Linked DNA regions of Mus musculus: region 1 is linked to region 2. Evidence: chromatin contacts called from public promoter capture Hi-C data. All regions are on one chromosome and are shown on one strand. The core of a region is the stretch at or near the end of the contact, and the rest is flanking DNA. Distances in the headings are between cores, read along the strand shown. Region 1 holds the start of Ina (internexin neuronal intermediate filament protein, alpha). Region 2 holds the start of Mfsd13a (major facilitator superfamily domain containing 13a).

The links. Promoter capture Hi-C pulls out the DNA fragments that hold promoters and counts their contacts.
Region 1: a contact with region 2 is called in a promoter capture Hi-C map of neutrophils, with 4 times the contacts expected there. The contact joins the promoter of Ina here to the promoter of Mfsd13a in region 2. A contact is called at or near these places in 5 of 39 promoter capture datasets (liver, neutrophils, pre-B cells and 1 more), 1 of 484 Hi-C or Micro-C datasets (embryonic stem cells) and 1 of 115 datasets of contacts at active chromatin or transcription factors (embryonic stem cells).

Annotation. Positions count from the first base shown.
Region 1 is chr19:47,012,719-47,018,243 of GRCm38.p6, forward strand. Ina (internexin neuronal intermediate filament protein, alpha) reads left to right here and starts at 1,963. Exons shown (of 3, transcript NM_146100.5): 1 at 1,963-3,101. The coding sequence starts at 2,037. It also overlaps a transcript of Nt5c2 not described here.
Region 2 is chr19:46,354,269-46,359,153 of GRCm38.p6, forward strand. Mfsd13a (major facilitator superfamily domain containing 13a) reads left to right here and starts at 2,612. Exons shown (of 9, transcript NM_029186.2): 1 at 2,612-2,716. It also overlaps the pseudogene Gm24610.

The sequences.
Region 1 (5,525 bases), core at 713-3,212, 660 kb after region 2:
TGGTGCTGTCACTCTTACACGGTAAGCAAGGGAGGGTCGAGATGCACACCCATCACCTCTCAGTTCAATGATCTTCAAATATAACCCCGGTCATCTGCTATTGACCAAAATTCTCTGAAGCCTACTGAGCCCTATTCTGGCTACAAAAGATGACAAGAGTCTCGTGAAACTAAGAGAAATTCCGTGTTGGAAAGAATGTATGCCGTTGCTTCCTGGTGGCCTTGGGCCAGGAATGACAGCCATCTTGAAAACCGGCCAGAAGAAAGACAAAACCACACTCAAGCACTCCACCATGACTGCCAGGCAGTAATTCCTCACCACCACTGGTGTCTTCCAGCATCCGAGTCTTACAGAGCCCGAAAAAAACCAGCATGGTTTTTAGCTCGGGTTTTTGGTAAATGGTAAGGAGACAGGGCAGCTGTGACACAAAGCCAGGGGATATGTTCCATAAAATGACTTTTCTCTTACTTTCAGAGTCCTGTCCAAGTAATACATCCCTTCATGAAGTGAAACAAAACTTGTTCTAGAACCCCAAGATCATAAAAGGTGATAAGGGCCAGCTATGGTGGGCCACACTGGTGACTGCTGCATGTGGGAGGCAGAGGCAGGAGGATTGCCAGGAGCTCAAGGCCAGCTTAGACTGAGAGCAAAACCAACTTAGCTACTAGGGGCACAGAATGGGAGCCTTGTTTCAAAACAAACAAATGTAAGTTTGGAATTCGGAACTAGAAAGCAAAGGGCTTCACATTTCCTGGAGTTGTGCCACAGGATAGAAGGTAAACTAGATCCATCTATCGTTCAGGCTCCCACTCCATCCTAACCGGGTGTGGCGAGGACGGCCAATTCTGTCAGCCCTGCTCCTCTGCCTCACTCCTGGAAATGAGTCTTTGGTCCAAAGACTAATCCCCACAGAAAATGGTGCTCCCGTCCAATTCAGAATGGATTGTCAAACGCTTGCAGGGCCAGACAGATAAAAACAAAAACAAAAAAACAAAAACCGGGGTAAGAGGGGTGACTCTGAAGTGCTGGGAGCCCTGAGGAACAACGCACTTAAACAAAGGCACTCGCCCACCGCAGTCATCCTAAACCTTCTGCTTTCAAGAGTAGCAGGGGCTGGGCATTAAAAGATCAAAATCAATCCAGTTTCTGTTTAGATGAAACCTCCTGACTAGAAATCCAGTTTTGAAACGTTTTAAAATCTAATGTGTTTTGTTGTTGGTTTGGGGCTTTTTGTTTGTTTAAACCAAAGCCTGCAGCCTTTCTAGCAGCCTGCGGTCCTGGCACGCACGGTGACTGGAGGTCTAGAGGTGAATCCTGCTAATTCTCAACGCTTTGTCCTTTCCAGGACAGACCGCTTTCCTCCCGGTAACCCTTTGCACCCTTGGGGAAAAAAAAAATCAGCCTCTTGTTCGTCACCAATGTCCCCGAGAATCTCACTCTTTCTGCGAATCCTATCTCCTGTGGTGGCGGAACTGAGGGATGCTCTCTGAAGTGGTCCCACTTTCTCCGAAGAGAACCAGGAGCCGCCTAAGCCAGGAGATAAAGAGGGGGTTGCCCGCTCCCCCTGTAAAGAGTGGAGAGGAACAGGGCCTTACCCTTGGGAACTCTGGGATGCGGATGAGAATAGAGGACACCTTTCAGAAAAACCTCCTCTCCGTGGGGGATAAGAGCAGAAAAAAAAGGACAGGCTCTAACGCCATCAAAGAGCTGAGAGCGCTCGGCCGGGAAGCCAAGGTTGTTTGGGCACTCCCTCCCCTCCGGTCATTCCCAAGGCAGATTCTTGGGGTACAGGCGCAGCGGACAGGGACGGCCCAGGACGGTGGCGCGCAGCTGCGGTGGCACTGCGCTCCCCCGCCCCCGCAGGCCCCCCTTCCTCTCCCCGCTCGATCTGAAGATGAAGCTCCACCCCTAGCGCGTCGCCCCAACCCCGCGCCTTAAAAGCCCCGCACACCGCCCCGCCGCACCCAGCCTTGCCGCACCTTCGCGTCCTCGCCAGGTCCCGCCGCAGCCGCGCACCCGGCCCCGACCCCGGCACCATGAGCTTCGGATCGGAGCACTATTTGTGCTCCGCCTCCTCCTACCGCAAGGTGTTCGGGGACAGCTCGCGCCTCTCCGCGCGCCTGTCCGGGCCGGGAGGCTCGGGCAGCTTCCGCTCGCAGTCGCTGTCCCGCAGCAATGTGGCCTCCACGGCCGCCTGCTCCTCGGCCTCGTCCCTCGGCCTGGGCCTGGCCTACCGCCGCCTGCCGGCCTCCGACGGGCTGGACCTGAGCCAGGCGGCGGCGCGCACCAACGAGTACAAGATCATCCGCACTAACGAGAAGGAGCAGCTGCAGGGCCTCAACGACCGCTTCGCCGTGTTCATCGAGAAGGTGCACCAGCTGGAGACGCAGAACCGTGCGCTCGAGGCCGAGCTGGCCGCGCTGCGCCAGCGCCACGCCGAGCCGTCGCGCGTCGGCGAGCTCTTCCAGCGCGAGCTGCGCGAGCTGCGCGCGCAGCTGGAGGAGGCGAGCTCGGCGCGCGCGCAGGCCCTGCTGGAGCGCGATGGGCTGGCCGAGGAGGTGCAGCGACTGCGGGCGCGCTGCGAGGAGGAGAGCCGCGGGCGCGAAGGCGCCGAGCGCGCCCTGAAGGCGCAGCAGCGCGACGTGGACGGCGCCACCCTGGCCCGCCTGGATCTGGAGAAGAAGGTGGAGTCGCTGCTGGACGAGCTGGCTTTCGTGCGCCAGGTCCACGACGAGGAGGTGGCCGAGCTCCTGGCCACGTTGCAGGCGTCTTCGCAAGCCGCCGCCGAGGTGGACGTGGCCGTGGCTAAACCAGACCTGACTTCGGCGCTGAGGGAGATCCGCGCGCAGTATGAGTCCCTGGCCGCTAAGAACCTGCAGTCCGCCGAGGAGTGGTACAAGTCCAAGTTCGCCAACCTAAACGAGCAGGCTGCGCGCAGCACCGAAGCCATCCGAGCCAGCCGAGAGGAGATCCACGAGTACCGGCGCCAGCTCCAGGCACGTACCATTGAGATAGAGGGTCTGCGCGGAGCCAATGAGTCCCTGGAGAGGCAGATCTTGGAACTGGAGGAGCGGCACAGCGCTGAGGTGGCCGGCTACCAGGTAAGGGCTGGGATGCTGCATAGGAAAGAGTGCCCTGTCCTTTTCCGTACAGAGATAGCTTCACTCCCTGTAAACTGGTGCCCTAGGAAACCACGGGAGGGAAAGGGGAGAGAGGGGAGCGTTGACTAGAGGCGTCAGTCAACAAACAAACAAACAAATTAAAAAAAAAACCACGAAGTCTCACGCATGCAGCCGCAAATGTGGACTGTATGTGCCTGGAAGCTAGCTCTTCAAGCCCTTGATGTCTTCGCCCTCTATTTTGGAGGGTGGGGGAGTTTGAGGCACAGAGCCCAAGTCTTCATGCATATACTAGGCATATGCAGTAACACGGAGCCACAACCCCACCCCCAGTCGCTTGTCTGAACTCTTCTAACAAAGGAGTCTTTAATCTTTCTAGGAGTCAAAAAAAAAAAAAAAAGTAACCATGCCTTCCTGTCACCAAGAGTACAGACACACTAACAGAACAGTGCCGACCCAAAGTGTCCCCAGAGGGCGCAGGTCATGGCTTCTGTGGGCGGGTACTTAAGAATCTGGTTTGTTTAGTTGACTTTGAGAAGTCTTTTCTGAGTCTTACTGAGAATTGATATTTACAGAGTATCGTCCGCTTTAGGATTGGGAAGAAGGCTCACTTTCTTGAGTTTTGCTCTAAAAAAGGAGTGGGATGTAGCATATTTAAGCTAATGACAACTGCCTTGCCCCACCCTTGCGCGCGCGGGCGCACACACACACACACACACACACACACACACACACACACACACACACACACACACACGAAACCCGCGAGACACACGCGCAGTTTCCTTGTCCATCTACTAAACAAGCTTTGAGCCCGTTCAGCTTGAGACCGGTCAGGGCGCTGTCCGAGGTGCTGATCTCCTGTTCCTCCCAACGCAGAAATGTCTCCTGCTTCATTATGTTTCCAAATTGTCCCAGTTAGGAAGTCTAGGCCTCAATGCAATTAACTGCTTCTTTTTTTTTTTTTTTTTTTTTTTTTTTTTTTTTTTTGATGTAACACAATCAATCTTGGCTAAATGAACTCAAAGCTCATCTTGTAGATAGCTTCAATTTTTGCCTCCAAGGATAGCTTTGCAGTTAACAAAAACCTTTTAATCGGCTCGAAGGCTGTGAGGTCTCACTTGAAAACCTCTGTTACCTTGACATCTTTTTCAGCTTATGGGCACATGGCGAGTTACAGAGATGGTTTCTTTGTTATAGGTGACTTTTGTGTTTCACCTTTCCCTGCCCTGTAAGCTCTGTGAAGGTAATGATTGGCTCTTTCGTCACAACAAAGGCCACTGTGTCCTCAGTTTCACTACATTGAACATGCTAGCTTGTGAATACAAAAGGCTCAGAGACAGAAGACAGGACAAATGAAAAATGTAGAAAAAAACACACACACACACAAAATTAGGTGGTTTAAGTACAATGAACAATAAAAGCTCTTTGGGATATAATAATTCAGAAATAATTTATTCTAGCTAGGGTTGAATTTTACATTTGATGAAATCAATGTGTTTAAGGAACATTAATAAGAATAGAACCTAGAAATGGCATATTTCAAAGTACCGTTTTGTCAGAAGCAAGAGAATTTATTGATGTGCAGGTATTTACTGTCCATTATGAATGGCTCCCTTTCATAAAGGGAAAAGTCTTATTTGAGATGTCTCTCGTTAGTCTGATATTACAGTCTTATTCAAATAAATATTCCAGTTTTGCTACAAAATCTGTACGTTGAGCTTTTCAGTATGTGTCCTAGGCCCTGGATGATCTGAATTAATCACACTTAGTGCAAATGTTGAATTAGGTATTCCTCAGGACTAGTATTTCTGCAAAACGTGTAACTAACCCACCCCAAACAGCTGAATTGGGCTTTGCTGCACTCTCCTGTGGCTCTCTTACACTCTGGCTTATTTGCTCTAAAATACAAGCTTTCGGTGCTAGGAAATAGTAGGGGTGTCTAGACACAGTCTGCAGGAAACAAGAGGCAGGAGTAACTGCAGGCTCTGCAGCTCCATGTTCCCCATCAGCCTTGGAAGCCTCAGAGGGCCTGCTGAGGGAGTGGAGGAGGAGGCCAGACAGCACAAAGCTATTTCCTACCCCTAGGGACCGCTGCTGGGGTGGGGCTCACACTTAGACCTGCAAACACTAAGGCCTGCCTCTCCTGGTTGTTTCCTAGCAATCTTAACACTAGAGGTGAAAAGCCTTCTCACTGTGAAGCCATTGTCTTCTTGCCTTGTTACCCAGCCCCCCCTTCCACTGCAGTAGTAATGGGAGGTGTTCCTTCCTAATGGTTCAGAGGCTCGAAGTGGGCACATCTTTCTTTTACAATCATTCAGTCCTCTCAAAGACAAAGAAAGTGCCCGTCAAAGTCATTTTCCCTGCCCCAGGGAGCTAATAGCCTATTTGAAGACAGAACACTTG
Region 2 (4,885 bases), core at 1,362-3,861:
CGGTTTGCTGTGATGAACCCATTGCTATGTTGTTGCAAAGTAAAAAGGGGACAATGTTTCTGCTGCACAAAAAGTTGCCAGCAACAAAAAGGCATAAGGGTCAGTAGTGCCTAACCTCTAGCACGTTCCCCAGCGGCTTGGAAACAGTCTCCCGAGCTCCTGAAACTCTGTAGCCAATGATGGCCTTGAGCTGATCCTGATGCTTCGGTCCACCAAGCGCTGTGACTACAGGGACAGCCACAACCATAGGCACTTTACCCAACATAGGGATTGACCCTGAGGCTCAGGTATGCTCAGTGAGAACCCTTCCAAACCTACCTACATTTCTAGTCCCCTGCTTTCTTTTCTTTCTTTCTTTCTTTCTTTCTTTCTTTCTTTCTTTCTCTCTCTCTCTCTCTCTCTCTCTCTCTCTCTCTCTCTCTCTCTCTCTCTCTTCTTTCTTTCTTTCTTTCTTTCTTTCTTTCTTTCTTTCTTTCTTTTACACTGCCTTCAGCTCCCAAGTGCCTGGACTACAGATGGGCTTCGTCATGTTCAGCTCTAGTTCTCCCTGTATGCCTACAAAATCCCCATAAGCAATGGAGCAGTTTCAACAAAAAGAAGGTCCCTTGGCAGAAAAGTCAAAAGAGGCACTCCTTGCCTTATATCTCAGGGTAGGTGTTTTAGGGTTTTACTGCTGTGAACAGATACCATGACCAAGGCAACTCTTAAAAGGACATCATTTAATTGGGGCTGGGTTACAGGTTCAGAAGTTCATTCCATTATCACCAGGCAGGCATGGTGCAGGAGGAGCTGAGAGTTCTTCACCTTCATCTGAAGGCTGCTAGCAGAATATTGACTTCCAGGCAGCTAGGAAGAGGGTCTTACAGCCCACATCCATAGTGACACACCTGCTCCAACAGGGCCACACCTTCTAATAGTGCCACTCCCTGGGCCGAGCATATACAAACCAACACAGTAGGGAAACCAAACAGATAGCAGCGGGTCCTATTTGATTGCTTAGAAACTGGACTGAGCCATACAGACTTGATTTTAAAGGTCTAGTAAGTGTGGAAGAGGAAGGACTCCTCTGAGACTCCAGAGAAGTCTGGTCTAACCTGGTTGGGCATCTGGTTGTATGAAATTTGTTGAAGGCTGGGCACGGTGGTGCACATCTTTAATCCCAGCCCTTAGGAGGCAGAGGCATGAAGATCTCTGTGAGTTCAAGACCAATCTGGACTAGAAAATGAGTTCTAGGGCAGCTAGTGCTGTTAAAGAGAGAAACACTGTCTCGAAAAACAGAAACAATTCATTGACTGTTTCTCTGAACTTCAGGGTTTTTGCTTGGTTGGTTGTTTGGTTGGTTGGTTTTTGAGATGGGATTTCTCTGTATGCCCTACCTTTCCTGGGACTTGCTTTGTAGATCAGGCTGGCCTTGAAAGCAGAAATTCACCTGTCTCTGCCTTCCCAGTGCCAAGACTAAAGGTATGTGCAGCCGCCACCAGCACCCAGTGGTTATTTTCATCTGTAAGTGGAAATAATAGCATCTACTTCCCATGTATAATTTGAGGAAGAGGCATTTGGAACGGTGCACCTATCCTGCAAAGTACATAATAGTAGGTGGCTGAGCAGTTCTTTTATGTGTGTGTATCGCCAGCCCTGTTTTTGTTTTTAGTTTGAGATAGGGTTTAAAGTGCCCGGATTGCCCTTAATTCACTCTGTATTCAGCACAGGCTAGCCTTCTATGTAGCAAGAATTACAGACTATGCCTTTAACCTCGGCACTCAGAAGGTGGAAATTATCAGATCTTTGGGAGTTCGAGGCCAGCCTGGTCTACATAGTGAGTTCCAGAAGAGCTAGAGCCACATGGAGAAACCCTGTCTCGTAAAACAACACCACCACCACCACCACAACAACAACAACAACAACAACAACAACAACAACAACAACAGGAATTTCAGAAAGGCACAATCAGGCATTACTTCCTCTTCTAATTCTTGTTTTTTTTTTTTTTTTTTTTTTTTTTTTTAGGTTTTTCGAGACAGGGTTTCTTTGTGTAGCCCTGGCTGTCCTGGAACTCACTCTGTAGACAAGATGGCCTCCAACTCAGAAATCCGCCTGCCTCTGCCTCCCAAGTGCTAGGATTAAAGGCATGCGCCACCACGCCCGGCTTCGTCTTCTAATTCTTATTACTACCACTACAAAGAAGTCGGGCAGCATGGGTTGTGGGTTAATGGCCAAGTGCCTGTGTCTACCATCTCCTGCCCTGGCTCTCCATTCCTTTGATTCCTCATGCCCACAGCTCAAGCTGGACTTTGCACTCGCAGGCTCACAATCCAGCCGTAGGTAGTCTCTGCTAAATTCTCATCTTCTGAAATTAGGATCGGGGAAGAGAAGGGAGAGTCCCCAAGAGGAACTTGCTTTGAGCTGAAATGACAGTTTTCGTGGAGGTAAGAGAGAGGAGATAAGTACTTCAGGAATCCAGGCAACCTGCCCCTGTTGCCTGATGCCCGTTTTCTTTTGGGTCCCTAAGGGAAATAGCCCATTACAAACATGGCAGCGACAGCCTCAGGCGCGGTCACCTGCCCGAGCTGCTATCGGGAGAGCCGTGCGGAGCCAATAGCTGGGAAGGGGCGGAGGGAGAGACTGGGGAAGCCCAAGGCTGCTAGCGCGCAGGCGCACTGGCTGGCACCTGGCTCCCCCGCTGCCGCGGAATTAGGCATCGTCTGCCAGGATTGCGGTGAGCTGCTGGCCCACGGCCCAGGACCTCTCCGGTCCCGGAGGAGCGGGCCGGACCCCGGGGCTGATCTGATACAAAGGACCAGCCCGAGGGTGGGGCGGGAATGCGTTGCGCTGTTTGAGTCATTGGGACACTTTGCGCGGTTCCTTAAGGTGCCAGATTATGGATTGGAAAATTCTGGGGTCAGGAGGAATTGGGACCAAGGGGCAAGTGTAGAATCCCCGCTGAAGGTCTCTGTTGGGGTAAGAAAAGGGGATGCACCGTCCAGGTTGCTCCTTGAGGAATCTGAGTTCATGGATGCAATGGTTCAGGCCGGGATTCACTCATTGACCTAGTGGCCCTTAAACCTGGTAGCAGAGTAGAACCACTGGATAGTTTAAAAGATGCTGGGCATCACCTCCAGAGATCCCAATTTTAGAGGTCTGAGCGAGGTCCGAGCCTAGGTGTTCTAGAATAGCTAGCTCTTCAGGTAATGTGCAAACGAAATGAAAACCACTACACGTGTTTCTGAGTAGAAAGCTCCTGGGTTGATTCCCAGTTAATTCCTCAGAGACTTAGAAGTGGCCAGCGATTCTGAGGTGAGTCGGCTCTGACACTTTCGTGCCACCATAAAATCCTGTGAAGGACCGAGAAAGTCCCTCTGGCAATGGGTGAAAACTCCATTTTCCATCCGAGGAGGGTGAACCTGTTAACTCGCGGGAGAGAGTCGGGCTCCTTCAACAACTCTCCTGCGGGCTCCTTCATTCTGCGGAGACTGACCAGGGAGTGAAACAGCTAACAATCCAGTCAGCAGCTTGCTGAGAAAATGACACGCCTAGTATTTGCTTTGTTATTATGACTTGAAATTCCACCTGCTCATTCGATACTGGCAGGACAGGCAGCAAACAGATTTGCTTTTTCCACAGACGTGGGAACAAGTTTTGTGGCTACGTGAGGATAGCGTTCATCCTTGACCCAAGCACTGCTGATACATACAGTATTACTTAGTAGTTTTTCCCCTCTGTGGTCTCTACAGGCTCCCTCCTGAAGGGAGTGGGAACCGCCTACCCTCCTCCTCCTGATAGTCTTCCTTCCGGGCCCAGCCGGTTACTCCTTGGTTTCCTCCCTCAATTGTACTCTGTCACCAGAGGTTGCTGCGGTTGGCCAATCTTTCCTGTTGTTAATCTCCCAGAAACCTTGGAGAGTGGACTGCTAGGAGAAGGATCTTGAAGTATCTCCGAAGGGCTCCTCAAGAGAGAAATGCTTTTGTGTCTCCTACCCTCAGCGGGTGTCTTCCATCTTGATAGAAGCTTGGTGGAGGCTTACAAACTCCCTTTTTAGTCTGGCCCCTTTTACTACTACCTGGGTCACATTCTGCCCTTGTTTTCTTAGCTTGGTACTGTGTCCTGGGTGAAAGGGTTGTAACTTACTGCTGGCTTTTACCAACACTGCCCTCGTACATCTGCAGCCTCAATGCACAGGTTTGCTATAGGGTTCGAGGTTGCTACTGCTTCTCCAAACCCCACAGCCAATCAGAGCACCTAGAGTGGGCTGTGGGTGTTTGTTTTCCTGTGACTGCCCTTTGTAAGGCAGAGGACACCCACATTGGCCTTGGGGGACAATGGACTCAGCAGGTGTTGAGCAGAGGCTTGGGGGAGGGATCTGCAGGAGGAGTGGCCTAGCCTTGTTCTTGGGCTCTTGAGCTGGAGGGAAATAGAGAAAGCACTCATTCCCAGGATGCAGGGGGACTGGAAAAGGTAGACAATACCTGATTGGGCGAACCTGGGGGGTATGAGGACCCTGGCGAGGGCTTTGAGGGAGCAAGATTTCATAAGATTGTGGAAGTGGAGCCGGGCAGTGGTGGCGCACGCCTTTGATCCCAGCACTTGGGAGGCAGAGGCAGGCGGATTTCTGAGTTTGAGGCCAGCCTGGTCTACAGAGTGAGTTCCAGGACAGCTAGGACTGCACAGAGAGACCCTGTCTCAAAGCAAAAAGATTGTGGAAGTGGGTGCATGGTGAAATGAGAGGTGCCAAGGTTTGTAGCCAGAACCTGTTTAGAACGTCTTGGTTAATGGTCATTACCAAGGCTTTTAGAGTGCAGTTTCTCATTTGCTGTGGACATGACCATAAAGAAAAATTCCCATGAGGTTTTTCATAGGCTACTACCTGTTGGGAACATTTGTTTAAAAA